2 separate regions of the Triticum aestivum genome follow, and region 1 is linked to region 2. Evidence: chromatin contacts called from public HiCAR-type data. All regions are on one chromosome and are shown on one strand. The core of a region is the stretch at or near the end of the contact, and the rest is flanking DNA. Distances in the headings are between cores, read along the strand shown. Region 1 holds the start of LOC123085771 (protein transport protein yos1). Region 2 holds the start of LOC123085767.

The links. HiCAR-type assays count read pairs that join an accessible place to other places.
Region 1: a HiCAR-type map of leaf shows a contact between it and region 2, with 9 times the contacts expected there. The contact joins the promoter of LOC123085771 here to the promoter of LOC123085767 in region 2. A contact is called at or near these places in 3 of 5 Hi-C or Micro-C datasets (all in leaf) and 1 of 1 datasets of contacts at active chromatin or transcription factors (leaf).

Annotation. Positions count from the first base shown.
Region 1 is chr4A:178,140,944-178,147,797 of IWGSC CS RefSeq v2.1, reverse strand. LOC123085771 (protein transport protein yos1) reads right to left here and starts at 1,667. Exons shown (of 2, transcript XM_044507474.1): 1 at 1,486-1,667.
Region 2 is chr4A:177,376,162-177,383,770 of IWGSC CS RefSeq v2.1, reverse strand. It overlaps LOC123085767, which reads right to left and starts at 3,343. Exons shown (of 3, transcript XM_044507469.1): 1 at 3,035-3,343; 2 at 2,692-2,927; 3 at 1-346. The coding sequence starts at 3,244. The coding sequence ends at 154.

The sequences.
Region 1 (6,854 bases), core at 418-2,917, 770 kb before region 2:
CCAGACCATCATAACTGAACCAATAGACAATTCTGTCCACATGGACTCAACATAGCAAAGTAACATCATCTTCTGAAACATAAACATAACTGGACAAGAAAATACACTAACACATACATTATGACTTCCATCAGGCCCAGATGTGGCACTAGAATGTTAATGATATGCCATAAGTTTCTAAAGTAAATTTCAAGGTTCACTGGGAAAGATCCCTCCGTCGCAGGAATGCCCATATGAGCAAACCATCACTAGGAAATAAGGTGAGCAAAACTGAGAAATTCACACTGGGGGTATATGAACAACTAGGGAATTTCTGAAAATCACGCTAATTAACTGGGAACAATCCAGGGACTGCAAACCAGGGTTCCGTACCAGAGGGGCAGGCCTAACATGAAGCACAGGGCCCATTTTTTTCAAAAATAAACTGCTATTTGTAGTATCACTTCAGGGTAACTGAGATTGGTAACAATGAAGAAATATATGGTAGGACTCAATTGTTCACAGCATACAAAAAGGCTAGAGCAGACCGAATTACAATCCAGGCAAACTAGGGGTTCGCTTACCGGCAAAAGGAATCAAAATCAGATGGATGTTTGACTGGTGGTGGGGGTTTGAAGTTCCAAAAACAGGCTTATGGATTACGATGGGAATAAACTAAGGTAGCGAGAAGCCCTGACAAACTGTTTATTTTTTTCTGTTCGTTTCGGCTTATCGAATTCAAGCTTACTATCAGTCTTGAGTGTGCAAAGTGGTTAATACCCTAGACTTTGATGGTTGTTTTTTATTTACATCGTGGCCATATAGGCACACAAAACAGCAACCAAACCAGCAGCTTGCACTATCAGCGTATCTCGGGTCTTGCCGTTGTCATTCCTCTATATAAACTCAGCACAGATTTATAAATTAATAAAGGCATGGGCACTGATAATATTGACATCATTTGCATCATCAAAACAAAATAAAATATATGCACACATTATTCAGGAGGTTAACATATTGAATTGTTGTGATTGCATAACAATTTTTACTACCTACTGATTTCTTCTAATTTCCACAAGTTAGCAAACTCTTGGGACAGATCACACAGATCCATGGCAATCAAAACAATTACTAGCCCAATTGTTCACATAGATGCATGCTAATCACACAGATCCATAGGAGGAGAAGGAGATTCGGGACAGAGCATGTGCATCGCGGCTGTGGGCATGCGTGTGCGTGCGGGACAGGGGTGAACGCGCGTGCTCGCGCATGGTGCGTGTGGGTGCTCGCGCCTGTACAGGAGCGAGGGGAGCATCTCCCATGGCCACGGCGGCCATGGCAGGGAGCTCGGCTCCGAGCAAAACGCGCGCAGGAACGGCAGCACCCCGCCTAGCCGCCTGCTCACATCCGCATCGGCAGAAGCAGCAGGGCAAGGGGCAGAGAGAGATGAGGGATCCGAGAGGGATGGGGACAGATGGAAGAGGGATGGGAGGAGGAGAGTTCAACCTCTGCGCGGTGAGGATGCGCACCGGCGACGTGCTTGGTAGGCGACGGGGCGGCGAGATCCGTCCGCAGGAGAGAGGAGAGGAGTGAGGAGAGCGACGCGAATGCGGGTGTGAATCGACAGGGGGAGAAACCCTAGTCCTCTTGCTCGCGTGGCTGCAGGGACGAGGATCCTCTACCGTGCCCACTCTGCCGTGCCTTCTTACCCAGCGTACACATTGGTATTGGGCCTATGGGTCAGAAATTAGAACTAACCAGCCCAGCCGTTCATCTATGCACAGATATTCTCAAAAAAAAAATCTATGCACAGATTAACTAGAGCAATTACCTACTTATTGGTTCCTTGAACATGTCGGCGGAAGAAGGCTCCTGGAAAACCTTATGGAAGACGCCTGTCCCTTCCAAGATAAGAATGTTTCTATGGCGCTTGTCGAAGCATTCACTTCCAACAGAAGATGTGCACTCTCACAGGAAAATGACGGAAACTACGTGATGTGGACTATGCGGGGCAGAGGACTCGTGGAGGCATTCGCTTATCAATTGCACTGTCGCGAGATGCACATGGGCACTGGTGGACGAGGAGTTAGCGCAGCACCTGATAAGCACAACGGAACCGAACGCAAAGCAATGGCTTTTCACACTCATGGAAACCCTGCAGCACCACCAGTCCGTGCTCATCGCTGTAACGTTATGGGCAATATGGTCCTCTAGGCGCAAAGCAATACATGAGGGCATTTTTCATTCACCACAAGCGACTCATTTGTTTATCAAAAGATTTATATCTGAGCTTGACATGTCCAAGAAAAGTCGCCCAGCAGCGCATGCACCTTCCGCAAGAGGGCCAAGACGATCACCAAGAATACCGCCACCGGGTTTTGCAAAGATCCATGTGGACGCGGGAGTTCGTTCGGATAGAAGAGGAACACCGGCGACAGTCTGTAGGGATAGACAAGGGAATTTCTTAGCAAGTTCATCATTGGTGATCCAAGGTCTTGATGATCCAGCCACCCTTGAAGCGATCGCATGTCGTGAGGCACTGGCGTTAGCCGAGGACTTGCATCTACAGAGCTTCATTGTGGCATCGGACTCAAGACAGGTTATCTCAGATATCAACAAGAATGCTCGGGGGAGATATGGTGCAATCATTAGCGAGATTCGCCTTCAGGCAGAACAATTTCAATGTCTTTTTACTTTTGAGCGTAGGGAAGTAAATGTAGAAGCTCATAGTTTAGCTAAATTTTCTTTGTCTCTAGATCCGGGACGCCATTTCTGGTTTGGCCAATCCCATGATCTAAACTGTATCCCACATATTGTGGATTTTGATGAATAAAGACTAGTTCTACCCCTCAAAAAAAATTACCTACTTATTATTGTATAAAAAGTTAACTTTTAATTAGCAATACACATGAGCAACATTCTTTAATGAAAATGAACTCTTATTAGAAAAATGGTTTTGCTAAATCTCAGTCATATTCTACGCGGAGCGATTTTTAATATTTACGCCGTTATGAGCACCTATAAGAGACACGTGAACACATTTACGCCCGCCCGACTGACGTGCAACTGTAATTACGTGCTATCCATGGACATGTAAATGCGGCCGCATGAATCCCCGGATATGGATTTTGGTCAACAGGATATTCGACGGATATGGTAGCGGATACGGTATCAATAATATCCGACGGATGTGGATTATCCGGGCTTTTTGCGAATTATCTGAAGTTATCAAATAGGATTATCCAATAGATTTAGCCCAAACAACAAGTAGCGGTCTATTTTTTGATAGGCCACTCCGCGAGCAAGGAGCGTCGCGAGGAGAAACAAAAAGGCACAAAAATAAAAATAAAAGGACCAATCCAACTGACAAAACAATAATAAGTAATAAAAATTAGGAAAAGGAAAATATAAAATACAAATTCCGCTCCGTGTAATATATGACTGAGATACAAAATTCGTGTTTTTAGATAATAATATTTTTTGGGGAAAATAATAATAGTTAATTACTTTTTTCAGAAATGTAATAGTTAATTAGTTAATGTGCAGGGGTGTGATGCATCCATTTTTTTAGCGGTGTGTGATGTATCAGGTTTGCTAGGCTGGTTGGATTCTGGCCTATATCTTCTTTTTTTCGGGATATTCTGGCCCATACCAGTGCGTACCCCTGGGTAGGAAGAAGGCACGGCAGAGTACCATGCCGCTGGGCACGGTAGAGGAGCCGGATCCTGGCTGCAGGCGTTTTTTTACACAACCTTACAAACTTTATTATCGTTTACAGGATGAAGAGAAGATCTTTCGTTGGCCTAACTAAAACATGATGAACAGCTCCTAATAAAAAATCGTGTTTTATGAGATTGTGAGTCTCTACGTTCGAGATTTTAAATTCATGACTAAAGATGCTGAAAGCAAAATCTAATGATGTAACTTTGATTTCTATGATAACAGGTCCATACGTAACTGAGCTCCTGTTCTTAATTTCCTCCACAATCAACTTGCAGTCCGAAGAGACGAAGATATGATGGGCATAAAGGTCATGTGCAAGAGCTAATGCTTCCCTGATGGCTAGAACCTCAAGTATAGAAGGATCAACCATGTGTGGAAAGATCTCACAATAAAAAAATGTGTGGAAAGAACAACATAGACGCGCCCATGAACGTTCCCCCTAGTCTCGGCATATTGCATCGACCGCGCCGAAAACTCCATGTCTTGATATCGCTGCATCAACATTAATTTTCACGTGATTTGCCGACAGAGGGATCCGCTGGCTCGGACTTGGTACTCGAGCTCACCGTGTGCTTATGTGGAAATTCAATATTTGACAAGAAAGACATAACAAAACCGTGGGTAGTTAACGGGCTTTGAAATATGTCCTCATGAATCCTTCATTCGGGAGCTCCGTATCGCCCATAATGCGAAGATCAATTGTGTAAACTACTCCTTCAACAATGTGTCATTTCTAGCAAATAGCCACTCCTTTGCATTGGGTTTGGTGTTTTTGGCACATATGTTCGACCATTTGCTCATCTGAGAGGGCCCGAACACTTCTCGACATGCTACACTCAAGTAAAGTGTGCCTCGAGCTGTCCGCTTCTCCACACAACGCACATACACGTGAAGTAGCCATGTTGCGATGATCAAGCAAGTCGTCGGCCGGGAGAGACTGTCGGGCCAATCTCCAAGAAAATACTTCTAGTTTAGAAGGAACACATGTCCTCCAAATTGGCACCCGGTCGTTCGAGTTTTGCTACCTGTTGGAGATGCCATGATGTGCCTCCAGCATTGTTCACATAGGTTTTGTAAGTGCATCTAGTGCCCCTTAGTGATTTTGGTGTATTGAAGACTTATAGGTTAAGGGACTAATGCGTTTATGAGTATACACAGGTCTATAAGTCTATGAGGAGTTTGATATTTACGATGAAAGTTGATCCCTAAAAATGAATGTCTTCAGCTGAAGACTTTGGTTTTCTTGAAGACTTTGAAAGTGAAGAAATTGGTGTGACTGTGAAGACTTGATATTCACGCGAGGATTATGAAGCGTGAAGACTTTTATTTTCGTAGTTTCATTTTCTCTTTCTTGAGTCATAGGAAACACCGTACTGTTAAAGGGGGTCGAGGTAAAACTAAGAAAAAGTTTCCAAGTGATGCTCATTTCAAAATCCTACACCTACCCAATCATTTCGAGTGAAGCCATTAGAAATCTCATACAGTTCAGTCAATTTCTTCAGTGACAAAGACGAAGATCTTCTGTTTTCTGAGGAATTTGTTCTGACCGAGGAGTTAGGAATTCGCCAGTGCGGATTGCCTACAAGTGAGGAACATGATAGCCCTGAGGAATTCGATACTCAAATATCCGACCGTTGCTGTGCTATGCGCCAGCTGTCCCAAAATATCTACCCACCTAACGGTCATATCATTGAAGGGCATTTATGTCTTATCATGTCAGGCTGCTCCCCAGGCTATAAATAGCCGCCCCCCTACAACCACTAGTTGGTTGGCTGCTCCGCGAGAAACTGACACTTGTCATTGAGAGCATCCCATCCTTTGAGGACTTTGAGCGAAAATCATCAAGTGAGGAAAAACCCAAACCCAAACCCCTACAAACCCAAAGTGATTGAGCATCACTGAAGAGATTGTTCCTGTGTGGAACCGACACTTGTTACTTTTGAGGACTGTGCATCCTCCAGACGGTTAGGCGTCATGGTCTAGAGCATCCAAGAGGAAATTGTGGATCACCGAGTGACCGAGTTTGTGAAGGTTTGGAAGTCACCTGAAGACTTACCACGAGTGATTGGGCGAAGTTTGTGTGACCTTAGCTCAAGGAGAATACGGTGAGGACTGTGTGTTCAGGACTATGTGTCTTCAGGTTTAAATACCTAGCTGCTCTAACCAGACGTATGTAACACCCACGATGCGGCTATATCTCCCACGTGTCGGAGCACGACTTAGAGGCATAACCGCATAGTAGGCATGTCGCAAGAGGGGTAATATTTACACATCCCATGTACTGAATAAGAAAGAGATAAAGAGTTGGCTTACAATCGCAACTTCACACAATACATAAATATAGCATTACATCATCCAGAATACAATCAAGGTCCGACTACGGAACCAAAATAAAGACAACCCCAAATGCAAAAGATCCTCGATCACCCCAACTGGGCTCCACTACTGATCGTCTGGAAAGGAAACATAGTAACATCCAGAATCCTCGTCGAACTCCCACTTGAGTTCGGTCGCATTCCCTGCACTGGCATCGTCGGCACCTGCATCTGGTTTTGGAAGTAATTTGTGAGTCACGGGGACTCAGCAATCTCACACCCTCGCGATCAAGACTATTTAAGTTTATGGGTAGGAAAGGCAGTGAGGTGGAGCTGCAGCAAGCACTAGCATATATGGAGGCTAACTTACGCAAAAGAGAGCGAGAAGAGAAGCAAGGCACGGTCATGAAACTATAATGACCAAGAAGTGATCCTGAAACTACTTACTTTCAAGCATAACACGAGACCGTGTTCTCTTCCCGTACTTCACCGAAAAGAGACCATCACGGCTACACACGCTGTTGATTCATTTTAATTAAGTTAAGTGTCAGGTTTTCTACAACCGAATATTAACAAATTCCCATCTGCCCATAACCGTGGGCACGACTTTTGAAAGTTCAAATCCATGCAGGGGTGTCCCAACTTAGCCCATCACAAGCTCTCACGGTCAACGAAGGATATTCCTTCTCCCAGGAAGACCCGATCAGACTCGGAATCCCGGCTACAAGACATCCAACTTGAACCTCATCTGTTGGAAATTATGGGAGTCTCATTATCAACAACCTAGAAAGTATTGGACAGAGCAAGACGATATTACTAGTTTCCATACATAACCAT
Region 2 (7,609 bases), core at 2,094-4,593:
TTGGTATTATCAAAAAGTAGAGCAATCTCTGCAACTAATGTAGCTAACTCTACTCTCATAAACTCACGGACTACATACACATAGCGTAAACCAAAACTTACAATCATCACTTACATGGAAGAAATCTTACACCGTGCGCACTGGAGTTCATGTCTAAGCCGTGCCGTTGCTGGACTTTGGAGGTAAGAAGGCCTCCCACCATCCAGACTCGTATTTGGGGTATGGAGCTGTCCATTTGTCAGGCTTATCGAATTTCAACTCTGCAGGGTTAGAAGCCAATGCTTCTTCAGGTGTCTCTGCATCGAATTGCTCCGCTAAGACCCTGTCCAGCCTTAGTTTCATGAATCTGAGAGCAAAAAAGGAGATAATATGAGATTATTGAGGATTTATTACTCAACGTATGCTTTTTAAAATGAGAAATAGAGAACCAGGCTTTTAGCAATAACTTAAATTTGAATCCAAGCAGATGCTTGGCTAAGAATATTTATATGTATAGAAGCAAAAAAAAAAAAGTTTGACAGAGCACACACCATGCCAGCACTCACACATCAACAAAACACCGGGATGCACAGAGTCAGCATCCGGCAGTGCCATCATGTTTCAGAATTCAATGGTTAAATAAGTTTCTCTAATTTTCTTCAGTTTCTTTTTGCTCGCTTTGCGGTCTAATCAATATGTTCAGGAATGCAAGCCACTCATATCCAGACTGTGCCCAATTATTGAATGGGGGTGACTAAAAACAAGAAACTATCCAAAGTAATGTACTAAAAAAACACATTCATGATTCATGACGCCGAAAAACAAAATCAGAACAGGATATGGCACAACTTCAAGAAGTACAGCCCATAGGCTTCATTTTATAAGAAATTGCACTTTTGCATTGAAATAACATCCTGATGAAAAATTATAAATGTGGCTTATTGAAATACATGAGACTACATCCTGGACTTGAGCTTCCATGTAAGATTGCTAAACATCAGGTTTTCCAACCCTCAAATCATCACCATGTAATCAAACTTGACTTGTGGCATATCTAGACGTCAATTCTTGAATCTGAACTTGCCTGGAAGAGCATTGCATGAATCTGAACCGAACTAGTGTTTTTCTTTTGTCACACCTCTTTCATCAACAACCTACACATTTGTAGTGTGTGCCTTTGCTGATAGCAAGCACATTATTATGGGTAGTCATCAAGTAGGCATCCGGTGCAAATTGCAGATACAAGACTGCTGTTAGGAAGCTAGGGTTCTGCCGGTTCTAGGACGGAGATTGTAGGGGAAAGATGGAGGAAGACGAGGTCGAGGGCGTGGCGGCCGGCGGCTGGGCGCCGTCCTTGCGTGGTGGAGAAGAGGCGGCGGCGGCGCAAGAGGCGGCTAGGGTTAGTTCTCCCGGCTCCCTAAGGGAAGCCGAGCAAATACTGATTGCTTCTTGCTTGATTAGATTGATACATCTCCTCTCCTTATATAGAGAGGAGGTTTACTTGACTCCTAAGCAAACGACCCTAATAACGATAAGATAATTGGGCTAAGTCCCTAGTAACGATAGAATAACTTGGGCCACAGCCCACTGGGCTAAGCCCCTAATATGCCGGTCATAACAACTGCACCGATGCGCTGTTTTGCCATTTGCAACAGGAAGCATACCAGCTTGCACTGCATGACATGATGCCAATGGCCACAGGCGGAGCTCCCGGTAGGGCGAGGCAGGGCGCCCGCCCTACCTTGATTCTGCGCAGAAGGATTTGTACACGTAGGCATACGTTGTCGCTGGCTGGTTCGTGTGTGGAGTCACGGTCGCTAGTGGTGCTCGTCGCTCGTGCAGCTTCAGTCCACGTTATTTCGGCCCATGACTTCCTGTTGCTGTTGCTGGGCTTCGTTCAATCAAGCCCATCCCGATCACTCAAGGCGCACGCACCACTACACACCACACTCTCTCAAAAAAAAAGGTACACCACGCCATCCCGAGAGCTATAAATTGATAGCTCTTGAACTAAACAAATGATCAAGAGCTAGCTATAAATTTGTACATTTTCATGTTGGGAATTTATGATGTAAATTTTGAGAGAATAGCTTCGCAATCTAGATTGCATTAAAGCTTCATTATCCATATGTTTTCAGGTCTACTTAAATATGCTCACGTCTTCATTGTATTTCAATTAGTTAAAATCACGTAAAACTATCAGAGTGTTATTATTGCGTACAGGCTATTTTCATATTGCATAAAAAATTTACTCGGCTTTAGGATCCGCCCCACCTTAAATTTTTTTCGTCCTCCGCCACTGCCAATGGCATATGGGCATTGGGCAAGGCAGGCAACTATAAATGAAGTGAGCACTTACTAGTCACAACACGTAAGTATTACCATGATTTATTTATTGTAATGTCCAGGGGCGCGTGGAAGTTAGCTATCCACGTGCCAGAACCATGAGGTGGTTTCGAGATCTTACGGGTTTCAGCTCTAGCCTACCCCAACTTGTTTGGGAGTAAAGGCTTAGTTGTTATTGTTGTTGTAATGTTCAGTGGGAGGGAGAATTTCCCCAGCTGAATTTCCATTGAAGGGGCTTATAGCCAGATAACTACAGAAGCGAGTGTTGCCGGGACTGCATGCATTGGCGTTTTAATATCCTTGGGGGACTCTGCTAATTAGCATTGCTCGAGCTTGCAACGATGCCTGGAGAGACAGCTGACTTACCTGATCCAGTTGCGGTCGGTGGAGACGAGCGCGACGGCGGGGCGCTTGAGCCGCTTGGCGACGTTGGGGAACCTGTCTAGAAACTTGGGCTCGATCACAAGCCAGAAGTCCTGCTCCTTGCTGCGCTCCTCGTAGAGCCGCAGCTTCTCCTGGAGCTGCTCCTGGAAGTGCTCTTCGTCGTCCAGCATGAACTTGGCGTTCGCCACCAGGAAGTAGTAGGTCCGCGACTTCTCCTCCTGCTGCACACAGAAAACACCACCACGTCGTCTCAAAACTGAGCAGGATACTCCACTTGCCCGGTGCCGCGAAATGCGAGGCACGGGAAGCGTGCGCCGATGCTTACTTTCTCGGAAGGCTCTGCGGAGCCTTGCCGGTCGGATACGGCGGTGGCGGCGCGGCGGAGGCTCTCGAAGCGCGTCGGCGGGCAGGAGACGGAGAGGGCTGGACGACTAGCGGGGGCGAACCCGGCGTGGGCGTGGGCGCGGTGGAGCGCGGCCCTGGACGGCGCGAGGGTCGCGCAGGGGCGGAGGGACAGCGTCGCCGGAGCCACCATTGGCTCGGTGGGGTCTAACTGAACTGAATCGTAGAGGATAGAGGAACGGAAGAAGATGGTACGGAGCAGAGAGCCTTATCTGGACAGCAACGGTACGCCAGTGAACTTCAGGGGTGAAATATGGGCCGGAGTACGCCGATGTGGACTTGTGGACTAGGATCTTCGGCCCATGGACTTCTGTTCCGCCGAGTTCCGGATCGCAGTGCCCTGAGCAAATAGTTAACGAGCGTTTTTTCGGGAGCCTCGCAACGATCAGCGCCACTTGGCACGCTCTCAGCCATTCCAGGGCCAGCCCTGGGGCATGGGCAGAGGGGCGGCGGCCCAGGACCCAGGCCGAAGGGGGCCCATGATGTGTATACATATAGAGTATAAGCAAAAAAATAGATAAGGAAAAAATTGTTTGGAAAAATAAATGAGATGTGCTTGGCCCATCAGGTAACTAGGTAGAAAGTCAAAAAAAAGGTAGCTAGGTAGAGATTAGCGAAGCATCAGCCACGACGGTCGCACAGCGCACGCGTATACATGTGAAACAAATCAATCGGAAGATCTGGCTTGTGCCTTCAATTGTCGGTTCGTCTTTCGTCGTATCGTCGGCCTGTCGCTCCGCCGCTAAGCACCTTGGCCGCTTGTTGTCGCTGCTGCGCGCGGCAGTCCGGCAGACTGTTGTTGCGCTGTGCGGCCGTGCCGGCAACCCGGCCATCCGGCAATAGGTTAATACGTTATACGTATGTGAGCGTCAGGACGGTACGTATCCACGACTCCTGATCCATTCATCGATCCTTCAATTTCAGTAGTTTCTTTACTAGGTATTCAACTATCCATCTGAAGTTTCAAACTTTTTATGTATACTCTTCTACATAGTATACATTCAACCATCCTAATCTTTAGTCATTCTATGTCCATATCTAGGGTTTAGCTCATCCGATCTATAAATTTCTAATTCTTTGTACTCTTTACTTTTATAATTTTAGGACACATCATGCTACGTTGCCTAAGAAGCTTTTTCGGATGATAACTCATCTGATGTTGATCTTGATAGTGCCCTTAATGACTTTGCATCAATGGAGCATTATTGTTGTCGACGGAGTGAGTTGAATTTGTTTCTTTTTTGAGGTAATCATGTCATTTTAGTTTTGTTTTGCTATCTTTTGAGTATTTCTGTCGTAATATGGCATTGTTCAATAATTATAATAGTCAAATTTCAAACTAAAGATGTGTGGTTGAAAGATTACTCTTATTATTGTCCAATATATATAAATATATATATATATATATATATATATATATGTTTATGTATCACACGCACACATACATATATATGATCTTACGATATAGGGGCCCATCTCGTCGAGTTTGCCTAGGGCCTCCCAAAACACAGGGCCGGCCCTGAGCCATTTGCCACATGTCGCGTTTTGGACGCTTCCTTCGGATTTTGTTTTTTATTTTTATTTTTCTGCACGCGTTTTCGGCTTTTTTCCGGGTTTTTTCGACGTTTTGGTTTTCCCCCGGTCTTTCTTAGCTTTTCGATCAAAAAAAATTCTGTGAAATTTTTTTTCGCGAAAAACGTGCTTTTTTTCTTTCGTGAAAGTCACGATTTTTCTTCCGCGAGAGGCACGGTTGTGCTTTAGCGAGAGTCACGGCCGTGCCTCTCGGAAACAAAAAAAATGCATTTTTTCTTTTTTTTCTTTCGCGAGAGTCACGGTTTTGCTTTCGCGAGAGGTACGGTTGTGCTTTCGCAAGAGTCACGGCCGTGCCTCTCGGAAAAACAAAATGCATTTTTTGTTTTTTTTTCGTTCGTGAGAGTCACGGTTTTGCTTCCGCGAGAGGCACGATTGTGCATACGCGAAAGTCACGGCCGTGCCTCTCGAAAAGGGAAAAAATACGCGTTTTTTGTTTATTTTTTCTTTCGCGAGAGTCACGGTTGTGACGCCCTCGATTCAATCGTACACTAATCATACACGCAAATGTGTACGATCAAGATCAAGGACTCACGGGAAGATATCACAACACAACTCTAGACACAAATTAAAATAATACAAGCTTTATATTACAAGCCAGGGGCCTCGAGGGCTCGAATACATCAGCTTGAATACAAACAAGTCAGCGGAAGCAACAATATCTGAGTACAGACAAGAGTTAAACAAGTTTGCCTTAAGAAGGCTAGCACAAAAGCAACATCGATCGAAAAGGCAAGGCCTCCTGCCTGGGAGCCTCCTAACTACTCTTGGTCGTCGGCGTCCGTCACGTGGTAGTAGGCACCCTCGGGGTAGCAGCAGTCGTCAAAGGCGGCATCTGGCTCCTGGACTCCACCATCTGGTTGCAACAACCAGAAAGAAGAAAGAAGGGGGAAAAGGGGGAGCAAAGCAACCGTGAATACTCATCCAAAGTACTCGCAAGCAAAGATCTACACTACATATGCAACATTATCAAAGGAAGGCTATATATGTGGACTGGGCTGCAGAAATGCCAGAATAGAGAGAAGGCCTAGTCCTATCGAAGACTAGCATCTTCTTGAACCCACCATCTTGCAGCAACAGGAGGGAGTAGAGTAGCATAAAGTAAGTAGCAGTGGTGTTATCAACCTCGGCCGGAGATCCTTTCTCGACTCCCTGCGAGAAAGCAATCCCAGAGCCATACTATCCAGTTATCATCACAATCAAATCCTCATCACCATCCAGTTCTCATCACAAGTATCCAGTTCTAGTTGTATCGATCGGGATACAACTCCAAGTGTCCGTTACCGTAGGACAGGCTATGCATAGATTAGTTCTTCCCTGCAGGGGTGCACCAACTTACCCACCACGCTCGATTGACTCCGGCCGGACACACTTTCCAGGGTCATGCCCGGCCTCGGCCAAACAATACGCCGCAACCCGACCTAGACTTAACAGAGAGGTCAGCACGCCGGACTAAACCTATGCCCCCAGGGGTCATGGGCCATCTCCCCGGAAACTCCTGCACGTTGCGTACGCGGCCGGTGAGCAGACCTAGCTACCTCCTTCAACAAGGCAGGCGCTTGCGCAGTCCAACCCGGCGCGCGCCACTCAGTCGCTGACGTCTATTAAGCTTTGGCTGATGTATACGACGCAGAACGCCCATACTATGCCCACGTGATGGTTAGTGCTATCAGGCCAGAGGCCCCTCGGATCAAATATCCAAATCGTAGTGGATTAGGAACGCGCGGTAACAAGCAGAGACTCACGAAAGAGGTGACCCCGTTGCCCCGTCTCGAGGACTTGCGGCAAGGGCTAAGAATGCCCGGCCACGCCTCGTAATTATCTCACGGGCACCTTCCAGGTCAACCCGTCTCCACATCACTTTCCAAGTAACAGTTGTAAAGTCCAAGTATCCGTGTGTCCAAACATCAAGAGGAAAACCCAAGGAATCACCCTCGGTGGGTTCCACTCAATGTAATCATCAAGGTGAACGTAGAGGAATCACCCTCGAGGTTCACACTTGAGGGGTTGCACGACAGAGTCGTATCGGAAGTGGTTAAAGAGGAAATCACCCTCGATGACCACGACCGAATAGCTACACTACAGGTTAACATCAGAAGTGCTGTAGAGGTCTCACCCTCGGCACTCGATAGTAACCCAGCAGTGTCGAGCAACTAAGGGGAAAGTGATGTGCGGTGCCGGGGCCTGGTCTTCAATCCCGTTGAACGGGTCTTCAATGATGAAGCAGGGGCAACAAGGACAAGGTGGGGGTCACTGATGGATCACTAACCAACCTATACTAAGCAGTTTAGGATAAGCAGGTAAGGTAACAATAAGCAGGTTACAAAAGCAGGCTATGCATCAGAATAGGAGCAAACAATAACAATAGCAAAATCTAATGCAAGCATGAGAGAATGGAATGGGCGATATCGGGATGATCAAAGGGGGGCTTGCCTGGTTGATCTGGCAAGGAGGGGTCGTTGTCGACGACGTAGTCGATCACCGGGGCATCAGCGGCCTCGGGGTCTACCGGAGAGAAGAGGGGGAAGAAACAGTAAATACATAGCAAACAGAGGTAACACTAAGCATGACATGACGATACGTAGCGCTAAGCGTGCTCTAACGCGGTCCTAGACGTTATAGGTGAAGGGGGAAATCAACCGGGAAGGTGTTCCCGGTTCCGGACCTGTGTCAGACAGATGACCGGAGGGGGAAAGTTCCATGTTCAGCATGCTAGGGGCATGTGACAGATGAACGGACCGCGTATTCGGATTCGTTGGATTTTTCTGAGCAACTTTCATATAGAAAACATTTTCATCCGAGTTACGGTTTATTTTCTATGATTATTCAAGATTAAAGCATTTCTGGAATTATTTAAAATAATAGAAAAGAAATATGATGTCAGCATGACGTATGAGTGACTTCAGCA